Regions from separate parts of the Zea mays genome. Here regions 1 and 2 are each linked to region 3. A link is a contact called in public Hi-C data. All regions are on one chromosome and are shown on one strand. Each heading gives the region's core, a stretch centred on a gene start, on an enhancer-like site or on the middle of the called end of the contact. The rest is flanking DNA. Distances are from core to core; before and after follow the strand shown. Region 1 holds the start of LOC100193486. Region 2 holds the start of LOC100281255 (branched-chain-amino-acid aminotransferase). Region 3 holds the start of LOC103633148 (probable inactive poly [ADP-ribose] polymerase SRO3).

The links. Hi-C and Micro-C count contacts between places; a contact is called where the count stands out from the background.
Region 1: a Hi-C map of leaf shows a contact between it and region 3, with 5 times the contacts expected there. The contact joins the promoter of LOC100193486 here to the promoter of LOC103633148 in region 3. A contact is called at or near these places in 8 of 25 Hi-C or Micro-C datasets (bundle sheath, ear, leaf and 1 more) and 2 of 3 datasets of contacts at active chromatin or transcription factors (leaf and seedling).
Region 2: a Hi-C map of leaf shows a contact between it and region 3, with 4 times the contacts expected there. The contact joins the promoter of LOC100281255 here to the promoter of LOC103633148 in region 3. A contact is called at or near these places in 13 of 25 Hi-C or Micro-C datasets (bundle sheath, ear, endosperm and 4 more).

Annotation. Positions count from the first base shown.
Region 1 is chr1:29,553,130-29,556,428 of Zm-B73-REFERENCE-NAM-5.0, forward strand. LOC100193486 reads right to left here and starts at 1,465. Exons shown (of 3, transcript NM_001138601.2): 1 at 846-1,465; 2 at 336-415; 3 at 1-102. The coding sequence starts at 1,283.
Region 2 is chr1:29,508,801-29,512,091 of Zm-B73-REFERENCE-NAM-5.0, forward strand. It overlaps LOC100281255 (branched-chain-amino-acid aminotransferase), which reads right to left and starts at 1,637. Exons shown (of 8, transcript NM_001154174.2): 1 at 1,240-1,637; 2 at 883-971; 3 at 557-740; 4 at 187-366; 5 at 1-92. The coding sequence starts at 1,350.
Region 3 is chr1:29,681,513-29,685,102 of Zm-B73-REFERENCE-NAM-5.0, forward strand. LOC103633148 (probable inactive poly [ADP-ribose] polymerase SRO3) reads right to left here and starts at 2,026. Exons shown (of 4, transcript XM_008654828.4): 1 at 903-2,026. The coding sequence starts at 1,714.

The DNA of each region.
Region 1 (3,299 bases), core at 215-2,714, 130 kb before region 3:
AGCTCCTGCAGCTCCCGCTGCAGCCGCCGGTTCTCCTCCGTCAGCGACTCGCAGCAGCGCTTCAGCAGCTCGCAGTCCACCTCCGTCTGCTTCAGCTTCGTCCTGCGCGCGCGGCTAAACCACGTTAATATGTCGATCAGCCGTCAGAGCTTAATTAGTCCTAAACAAAACCCAAGCATAGCAATTAGCATGCATGTCGTATCTGCTTCTGTGGGCTCGCTGCTGGTTTATTATTTGCGTGTGCATGCATGGCAATATTATTGAAAAAAAAACGACAACAACGCCTTCGGATGCCATGGGCCGGTGTCCGTGCGTGTCGCCTGGTTAATACTAACCTTGCTCGCCTGTTTTGGAACCACACCTCCACCTGCCGTGGCCTCAGCTTCAGTTGCTTCGCCAACGCGACTTTCTGCTTCTGCTCGCTCCAAGCCAAAAGGACACCCCAACAGAAAGCAAAAGGAGGACGTTCAGAAACACAACTCGTCTCGAATTCTCGTTCTCGATAGGGGTGGAAAAACGATGAATAATATCTGTACTTATTTTGAGGCATATTAAAATACAAATATATGTGGGGGGGGGGGGGGGGGGGGGGGGAAAGAGATAACGAGTACCATATACTGTACAATATATATGTGTGTGGCTGTAGTAATAATCAGCCATGTACGCAGCCAGTGTCGACTAGTAATTCATCGAGGTGTAGTACTAGGCAAGGCAAGTGCAGCCGGAGCCGCAGCCGTTTTGTGGTGCTGGTGCGTAGCAAGCAGCGAAGCAACCAGTCATCAATCGATCGGAGTCAGTGAGTCACGCCCAACGTGTCGCGCACGCAGGGGTACAGTACTACGTACCGGGTTCAGGGTGCTGTGCTCCTTGAAGCGGTCCTCCAGGAGCGCGGACTGCTCCTTGGTCAGCCTCAGCTTCTTCCGCGTGCTCCCGTCGTCGTCGTCGTCCTCGGCGCCGGCGCAGGCCCGCGGCAACGCGGCCGTAGACGACGCCCGCTCTCCCTCGGCGTCATCCACGCGCTCCCTCTTCACGCCCGCCACTGACAGCGACGACACGCTGTGCGCGGCCCCGCCCCCGCCGGACCCGGTCGCGGTCGCTTCGTCCGGCAAGCTCAGCGTCAGCGACGGCTCCAGCGGGTGCGGCGACGGCAGCCGCACCTCCCTGCTCAGCCGGCGGCTGATACCACCGTGGCGCGCCGCACCAGAGGCGCCGCCGCTGCCGCTGCCGAGGGACAGGCCCAGCGCGAGGCCTGCGTCGTCCAGGTGCACGTCCTCCTGAGCCATGGCGCGTGCGCGCTCAGGATCAGAAGAGTAGCTAGCTATGTGGCCGCCACTTCAGTTAGTTAGAGCTCGGTTTCTCTCTCTGACGGCCGGCAGGGCAGCCAAAAGGCTGGGTGTGTGCGTGTGCGTGTGCGTGCTGGGGAGGAAGAAGCCAGGAAGGCGAGCGAGGGGAAGGAAGGAAGGAATGAAATGGTTGAGGAGGAAATGAGGAGGGCAGGCGAGAATATTTGAGGAGGAGCGGAGCCGGCAACGGACAAGCGCGCGGATGCACGCGCACATCACGTGCACGTACGTACGCGAGCCCACGCTTTGACACTTGCTGCACAGGAGAGTTTAAATGTAAACGGAAGAGTAAACCGCAAGCAGGCTGTTTTCGGTGACACCGTCGTCCATGCACCAGTATTTATTGTAGCGTTCATTGAATTTATCTTTAAGATCTTTATATTGATTAACTAGAATATTTAATTTATTTAAATATGAAGGAAGCATGTCACTTATTTCTCTAACTAGGTAGGTGCCCGTGCGATGCCACGAAACATAAATTGCGAGCCTCCAATGGACTTAGAGCCCTGGCAACGGGCGGCGTGAATACAATGCTGAGTGCCCGTGCGTTGCGACGGAAGTAAAAAATTTGTATGAAATATATAAACGGAACGACAAATATCACTATGATATGTAAAATCCATGTGGTGATTCCTCTCAGTGACTGTAAGATTATTATATACATGACTGGAGATATTTAGTCTTCAAACTGTCCAGAGCAACCGCATGGTGGTTCCATGTCCCTGAACCAGCACACTACACAGACTGTGGAATCATAACCCCCTCTTTTTCTGGTGCTACTAAGCCGTTATTTGTCAAACTGAAGATTGAATTCCAATGATACCTACAAATTATTCACATCCAGATGTATTTGTAAGTGTTATTGATCATATGACTTAGTAAAACAATTAAATATTTTGATAGATCACTGGGTCTTTTGCTAGTCGAATGTTCTGTAGACATGAGAATTGGATCAACTAAAACTATCAACTGGGCACAATTCCAATTGACTCGACCAACCTGCGGCGGCTTCGGGAGGCCGCCACACTCTATCATATCCTCACCAGTGGTACTTAACGCGTCGGCAGCATAGCTAGAAAGGCTAATCTGACGTTTTGTTGTACAATAATTTAGTCTAAGAAGGTTTTCATGTAACTGGAGTTGGTTTGTCGAAAACCTTCCTAGGTAACCAGGATCTTCTAAGTTCTGTTGCTGCAGTTGGTTTGTGATTGTTTTGTGTGGTAGGTGTGAGAATCATCGGCTTGATGTATTGGATTAGACATAAGAGTGAAGTCGCTGAGTTAACCCCAAACCTTAAACGTCCTCACATGTCTTGGATTAACTGCCTTTTATGTTCTAACAAATCATCAGCTCTTGTTAGTATCACATACCAGTACCAAACAGAAAAACGAGTGAAAATGTCACCCAGTATCATCCTATTCATGAACTTACATAAATGGATTTTCTGAAATAGTTTTTTTTTTGTGTAATATATAAATCTCAAATTGCGGAAGGCATCGATACAGCTAGGCACCAGTTTACAACAAACTTGGCGTCGTGTTAGTTTATTGGATTAGAAATGAATCTAACAATGGCAAATGCTATAAAAGGGCAATTCCGTCGAATAAATCTTGCCCTGTCAGCATTACAGTTGAACTGTACATATACACCCGCTAGCTACGCCTATGTCATAACTTACAGGATCATCCTGCCCATGAAGCCTCCACTGACGTTACAATAATTAGAAGAATCAGTGTGCACTGGCGTTCATCCGCTGGATTCCAGATTGATCGGCTGCATTAGGTGAGCAGATGACCTTCGCCTTCGTTTCCCATCTGGCATCAGCTTGGTTGCTGTCGTGACTGTAATCTTGCCATTTTTACGCAACGGCTTGTTGGGACACTCATGTTGTGCCAGGGAGGACTCACCATCTTTGCCTGCATTTTGCAGTGGGAACTTGACTCTCTTCCGAGCAAA
Region 2 (3,291 bases), core at 387-2,886, 170 kb before region 3:
GTGTACTCGGGGGCCGGAGCCAGCCCAAGGATCGGGCCGCTCCCCACGAGCAGAGGCCGGAGGTACAGGGCTCCCTTCCCCTGCGGCGGCACCTGCAAACGGAACGCATGGCACGCAAGTGATCGCTGGTCGGCGCCGGCGCGTGGCTGGGGCGGGGCGGGCAAACAGCGGAACGTACGCACGTACCCAGCGCCTGTTGGCGAGGACTGTCTGCCTGACGGCGTGGACGAACTGCTCCACCGACGGCGCCGGCATGCACATGCGCTCGGCGCCGCGCTGCATCCGCCGCGCGTTCTCCTCCGGCCGGAACAGCGTGTACCCGGCCCGGTCCGGCCGCCGGTACGCCTTCATTCCCTCGAACAGGCCCTGCAGGGAGCGGGCGGCGGTTGGTCGCAGTAGCAGCCAGGCATGCGTGCCAATAATTTGTTAACTACTACTAAGATAATATTCAATTAACGTCGGCGTCGTCCAGGGTGTTTCGTTTCGTCACCGTCGTCGATATACAGTAGTTTAATTACTAGAGAGAAGACGGAACGGAACGAGGACGAGAACGAACCTGGGCGTAGTTTAGAACGCCGGAGGAGGGGCTGAGCTCGATGTTGCCGTAGCGGCAGAGCTCGCCGCGGGGGAAGTCGCCGCGGTCCTCCGGCGAGCACCGCGTGACGTACATGTAGTCGGTCGGGGTGAGGCCGAAGCCGAGGTTGTCCCAGTCGATCTCGCCGCCGCTCTCCTCGTTGGACCTGCGTAGTACGTTCACACGCATGCTGCATGATGCACGTTGCGGCCGGCAGACTTAAAAGATGGCGAAACAATGGGGGAGTCGGTCGGAGAATGCCCGATCGGGATCTGCGGCCGGGCGTACTGTCTGTCACTGAGGCTCACCTGTCGGCGACGTGGTCCAGCTGCGGCAGCGACGACTGCCACCGGCGCGGGAGCAGAAGGGAGCATCCGCCGCCGCCTCCTCCTCCGGCCTGCGAACAGCGAGCAGCGAAAGGGAGGAAGAGGTTACACCGACCTCTGAGCATGGATGATCTCATCGCGGCGGGGAGAGGCATCGATCGTCCTGGACGCGGCGGCGGCCACGGCCGAATTAAGAAGAAACGATCGGTTACGGAAACGAGTAAAAGCGGGCCGCACAGTCCAGCTTCCACACGGCGAGAGGTTAACGCATGGGATTGGGATGTGATGTGAACGGTGCGCACAGGCACACACTACACACGGCGAGAATCGCGCACGCACCGTAGCCAACGCCTTCCCCAGGACCCTCCACAAGTCGCCGCCATGGCCGCTGCTGCTGCTGCGAGCCCACGACGGAAGGAGAGCGCCCTTCGCAGATGTCAACGCGGCCATGCAGTACGTACGGTCCCCCTTCTTTAGACCCCGGCCGGCTGCACTGCTACCACTAGCTATACACGGTATGTGGATTTCGGTCAAGCTCTCTCTCTCTCTCTCTCTCTCTCTCTCTCTCTCTCTCTCTCTCTCTCGTGGGAAGAGAAGAGTTATGGTTGCAACCTTCGTTCACGGGCTACCTACCAATGGCTGATGGGTTAGCTGGAGGGAAGGAAGAGGAGGGCAAATTAATCAAACGAGCACAGTTCGATGGAAGCACCAGTGCACCACGCACCCGCCCATGTGTCCCATACGGAGTCGGAGTGGGCTGTACTTATGCAAGCGGCGGATAGCCTGGCGGCGAACGCTCGTTTCCGGCGCTGTGTATTCGTCCACTGCTGCTACAGCTAGTCCTGCAGAAAGCGATAGAACTTGGGTTTGCAGCTATTGGCACGGAGCGTGCAAATTGCAGCGTCCGATTGCGTCAGGGGGGGGGGGGGGGGGGGGGGGTCATGCATGATAAAAGATCGTCTCGGGTATACAGCTTGCCTTGAGACAGAGCCAACTGACCTAGCGCTGGCCGGCTCGCTTGCGTCTCTGCACGCGTGAGGGTCGGAGCTCGCCGGCCGGGAAACTAGGAAGGCGTCGTACGGTTCCGCCACGTGTAGCCGTCGTCGATGGCAACGGCTCATGCAACGGGGAAGTGTTCATTGATCACTGATCAGGGCAGGGTTGAGATCGATGGAGCTCATGTCAGCTGCTAGCTGCTTTCGCTTCCACTAGACGTCGTCGCAGCCGAGCGTGCAGGTGTCCAAATTTGCTTGTACTCCGTCTCCTTTTCTCCTGGCGCTCTGCTTCACATGAGCTAGCTACCTTGGTTGCCTCACCAACCAGTACTCCTCTTTCAGCTCTTGTGTTTTTCTTCACGCTGTCTTATCTAGTGATGAGTAGTAGTTATCTGCATGCATGCATGGTCCTTGGAGAGCCCATGACTTGCTGCCATATCTGGTGGTGGTGGGGGTATGTTGGTATATTATACATATATCAATTTTACTATTTTAGGCAGGTGTAGGTGCAAAAGGGACGACGAGTGCCCAAAAAGTCCTGATCTGCAGAGTGCGGACGCCTAGATAGGCGTGACCATTATTGAATGGGCGGGACCGTACCAGCTGACCATGCCGTCGGTGATCCATAGAACGAACCATCTTCTGAGTCGATGATATGTATCGACGTGGATATGCGTCAGATACTCCCTACCATCCATCCGCTTAGGTAAGGAAGTCACGGCTTGAAGGCAGAGCAATCCGGATCACTCTAAGGGCCCGTTCGCTTCTACCGGAATAAACCTGGATTCATTCCAACTCATCGAAATCTATATAAATTAGAGAAGTAATCCGGCCAGTAATCAATCCTGAGCTCCAATTCCTATAAACCGAACGGGGCCTAAAGTGTCCGTACGTATGACACTGTAGCTCTATTTATAGTGATAAATTGGAGTATAAATTTGTATTACAAACATGCTCAGAGTTCTATACACATAGACTACAAAATCCTATGAGGGGCATTCATTGTCTTTTCCTTCACAAACGTACCGATCAAGCTTTCAGGTCTCTTCTTCCCTCCTCTCTGGTAATTCATTGTCGAAGCACCTAAAATATACTTAAAACAATTGACAATATATATAATTGGACTACGATGATCTCTTGATTCTAATATGTGAATGATACAATCTTATTTTTAGACCATGGCATTGAACAAGCAATGGACATGGAAGACATCCGCTAAAGCTGAAAATCCAAATCTTTTTTAATATTATTCGCCAAAAGCATACTACACAGCTGCGCCTAATACAAAAGTGGAAAAGCATACTACTCTTAGTAATTTTTCCTTAGTGTTTGATTTAGAAGGGCGTTGATAGGAAATTAAAAACAAAAATGGAATCGCGTTTTAGGAAGGTTTACC
Region 3 (3,590 bases), core at 776-3,275:
ACAAGGAATTGATTAAGACTTTGGCAAGATATATCCCTCCTATATTATATAAGTTAAATTATGATAAAAAGTTAGAGCAACTCCAGCGGTTCTCTAAAAGACTTCCTAAATTAATAATTTAGGTAGTTAACATAAAAACTATTATCCAACAGTTCTCTAAATGAACTTTCTAAATTTAACAACTTGTCATCTAACCTCATTTTCTCTCTACATTTGGCAATCATTTAACAACTCCCTAAACAAAAATGTTGACTGCATTATATAGTTTTTGTGACTTATTTTTTATGTGGATAAATACAAAACAAAATTACAACCTATATTTAGAGAACTATTGGAGAACTCACATTTTTTTACTCCAAAAGCCATTTAGCAACTTTTTAAATCTGTGATTTAGAGAGCTAAAATTTACATAACTATTGGAGTTGCTCTTAGAAGGGTAAAATATTATTTTGGTATCATAAATAAGTTAAAATAAACTATCAAATACTAACTTATTTTATTTTATTCGTAGTCATAAACAAATATTTTACTCTCTTACTTTTTCACCATAATCTAACTTATGAAATAAACACATCTAGGGCATGTTTGTTTAGGGTTTAAGATCTGAGCAGATTATAATCCCAAATAAAAACAACAGGAATATATGGCAAAAAGACTATGAACTTCGCTCTAGTTTGATATATTTACCAATCAGCGGGCTAGATAGAAGAGGAACTATGTGCAAGATTCTTACAAATTCACCCGGCAAAATCGATGCAGCTTCATATATATATATATGCAAGTAAAAGAAATGGGAATCTTGGCAACTAGGCAAATTATACTACAACTCAGCTCGGGATCGATCAAAATTGCGAAGTCCAGATTTATCTGAATCGGAATGCCAAAACCAGCTCAGAACTCACCTCGTGTAAGGGCACTGCGCCGGCGAAAGATGAACGCCGTCGCCGTGCTTGCGCGCGCCCAGCCTTGGCGCGTTGTTCCTCACGAATCCTCGCTCGACGACGGCGGCCACGTCGTCCTCCGAGGCGCCGTACCATGCGAACTTGGCGGTGCCGGTGGCTGTGCAGCGCGCGTAGGCGAGGCGCTGCCCCTGTTCCCGGAACGCCACGGTCCTCGCGCCGGGCGCGATCTTGCGCACCTCCGTGATCGCCGCGCCGCGTTGCGCCATCCCATAGCTGAGGAATAGCTTGCTGACGACCTGGTAGTACATGTCGTTCTCCTCGAGCCTCACCGCCGCGTTCTCCCATGCCTTCATCTTCTTGGCGTCCACGCCGTGTCTCTCCCCTGAGCGCACGTCCACGCCCGAGGATGACTCGGCCTCGTCCTCCGCCGGCTCGTCGTCCCTCTTGCGCTTCCTCCCTCCGCAGTCGGGCGCCGGGAAGAAGCAGTCCCCGCGGTCGTCGATCCACGCCAGCCCGGTCTCCTCGCCGGTGACCTCGTCGATCCTGATCATGCGGAGGAAGTCGAACAGGTACGCCTTGCCCCCGTACGAAGCATCGGCCATCGCCCTCCTCTCCTGGAACGCCTGGCGCAGCTGCGGCACCGCCTCTCCGGTGATACCGATCCACTTGCCGTCCTCATAACAGAGGAACCTCGCCGGCGCGCCGCTCCGCATGAACTCCCGCCAACCCCGCAGAAGCGTCGACGTGCCGTCGGCAGCAGCAACCGCAGGCCGCATGTTCGCCGCCTTCACGTCGTCGGATGACAAATCCATCGCGCTTGGCGCCGAGTCCGGCCGGTCTGCTGCGGTGCCTGTCGTGTACTATCAGGACTCAGGGGCTCGGATCAGGCGTCCGGCCGGTGATGGAGCGGGAATTATATAGGTTTCAGGATTTTGGAGGACGGTCTCGTGAGGGGCACGTTTGAGACGACGTTGGCGAGGACGTCGGTTCGGAAGGTGCTCTTTATTTCGATCTGCCTCCAGCTCTCCACTCCACCCAGGCGGCGCCTCCCTCAGCCCCTGACTGTTTCGGGGGATATGAGATATGACTTGGTAGAGAAGTCTAGAAATGTCCAGTTTAGCCTCGCAACCGTTTTGCCGGAAGATCTGCTGTGTGGAGCAGTTTTGCATGATGTGAACACGGATGTTACCGGTGGTCTTTGGTTTTCTCGATTAAATTTTAGTATGTACCGTATCTAATGTTTAGATATCAATTACAAATATTAAATATAATTTAATTATAAAAAATAGTTATATTTGTGAAGATTAAATAGAGACAGATTTATTAAATCTAACTAATTTATAATTAATGTTTATTATAGCATTATACGGGTAAATCATTGACTAATTGGATTTAATAGATTTGTCTTGCCTTTGTAATTAGTTTTAGGGTTTGTTTGGATCCATCCGGCAAATAATTTGTCGGCTAGTTTTATCATCTTGAACTCCAAACAGGCTTGCTAATAAGTTGAATAATTGTTAGTGGGAGAGTTAACAAATTGTTTATCCATTAGTCATTTGATCTTGCTAATATGTGATAATATATTCGATAAAATATCAGCGTACAAGGCGGTTGTATGGTTGGTTGCACATGCAAAAGACAGGCTTCGCACGTGACGCAAGACGGTGGAACTGTCGGTTGATTTCGAATAAATGCATGCGAGGACGACCATTAAAATTGATACTTATAGTAGTAGAGATATAGATAAAGATATGATTATTTATTTGGTATTTTTTTAAAAAATATTTTGAATGGTGTATATCATTTTTCTTGTATCAATATTAAAATCATTTTGTAATTAGTAATTAGTGGTAAAAATAAGTTTTAAATGGTTTAAATGGATATCTATATTAGCATTTCCAGTGAATACAAGCTCAGATAATTTGGATTTCCAGGCACTCACATAGTCACATATCCATCCGTACGAAAACATTCCGGGCGTTGTACTCCAACCGCCTGTGACATGACCTGGCAGTACCGGATTTGCCCTGGCTGGCCTGAGACTGATCAGTTGAGCGGCCCTGCGGCCGTGTTTGCTTGCATGTCAGGTTTGGGTTTGGGTTTGGGTTCGTCGCACGAAACGGCGCGCTCCTTTCACTCCGGATCCCCTGCAGCCAGACGCCACCACGAGCGCCTGGGCAGTTTTTCCTTGACGCGGAAGGCTCTCCGCGCCGCGCGACTGCTTCTTGAGACGCAAGCACATCCATGTGACGAGGCTTCCGTGGGGCGCCGCCGCGCCGCGGTCAGTGCCTGGTAGAGCAGAAGCTGACCTTGTGCCCTCGCGTTGCCCCTCTCTCTCTGAGTAGGAGTACTTGGATACGAATTTGCTAGCTCTGCTCCGTGGTGGTCAAGCTATTTCATCGGCGAGCTTCTGGTCGCGTGCGTACCAGTTGTACTAATGCCTCGTTATCGTGGCCCAGCACATGTGAGCGATGGTCATCAACTTGTTGCCGGCTGCCTGCCTTATCATCAATGAAAACGATTATTAACTTGCTTTTTTCTTCCTCGCCCACCTGCAAGTTGGGAGTGCTAGGAGTAGTACCACGGAAAACTGAGCTGCATACTCGATCCGGCCGTAGCTGATTGCGATGAGGCCGCGACCAATCCTGGGAACGAGCCCTGCAAGGTGTGCATCTCCCGTGTTCCATT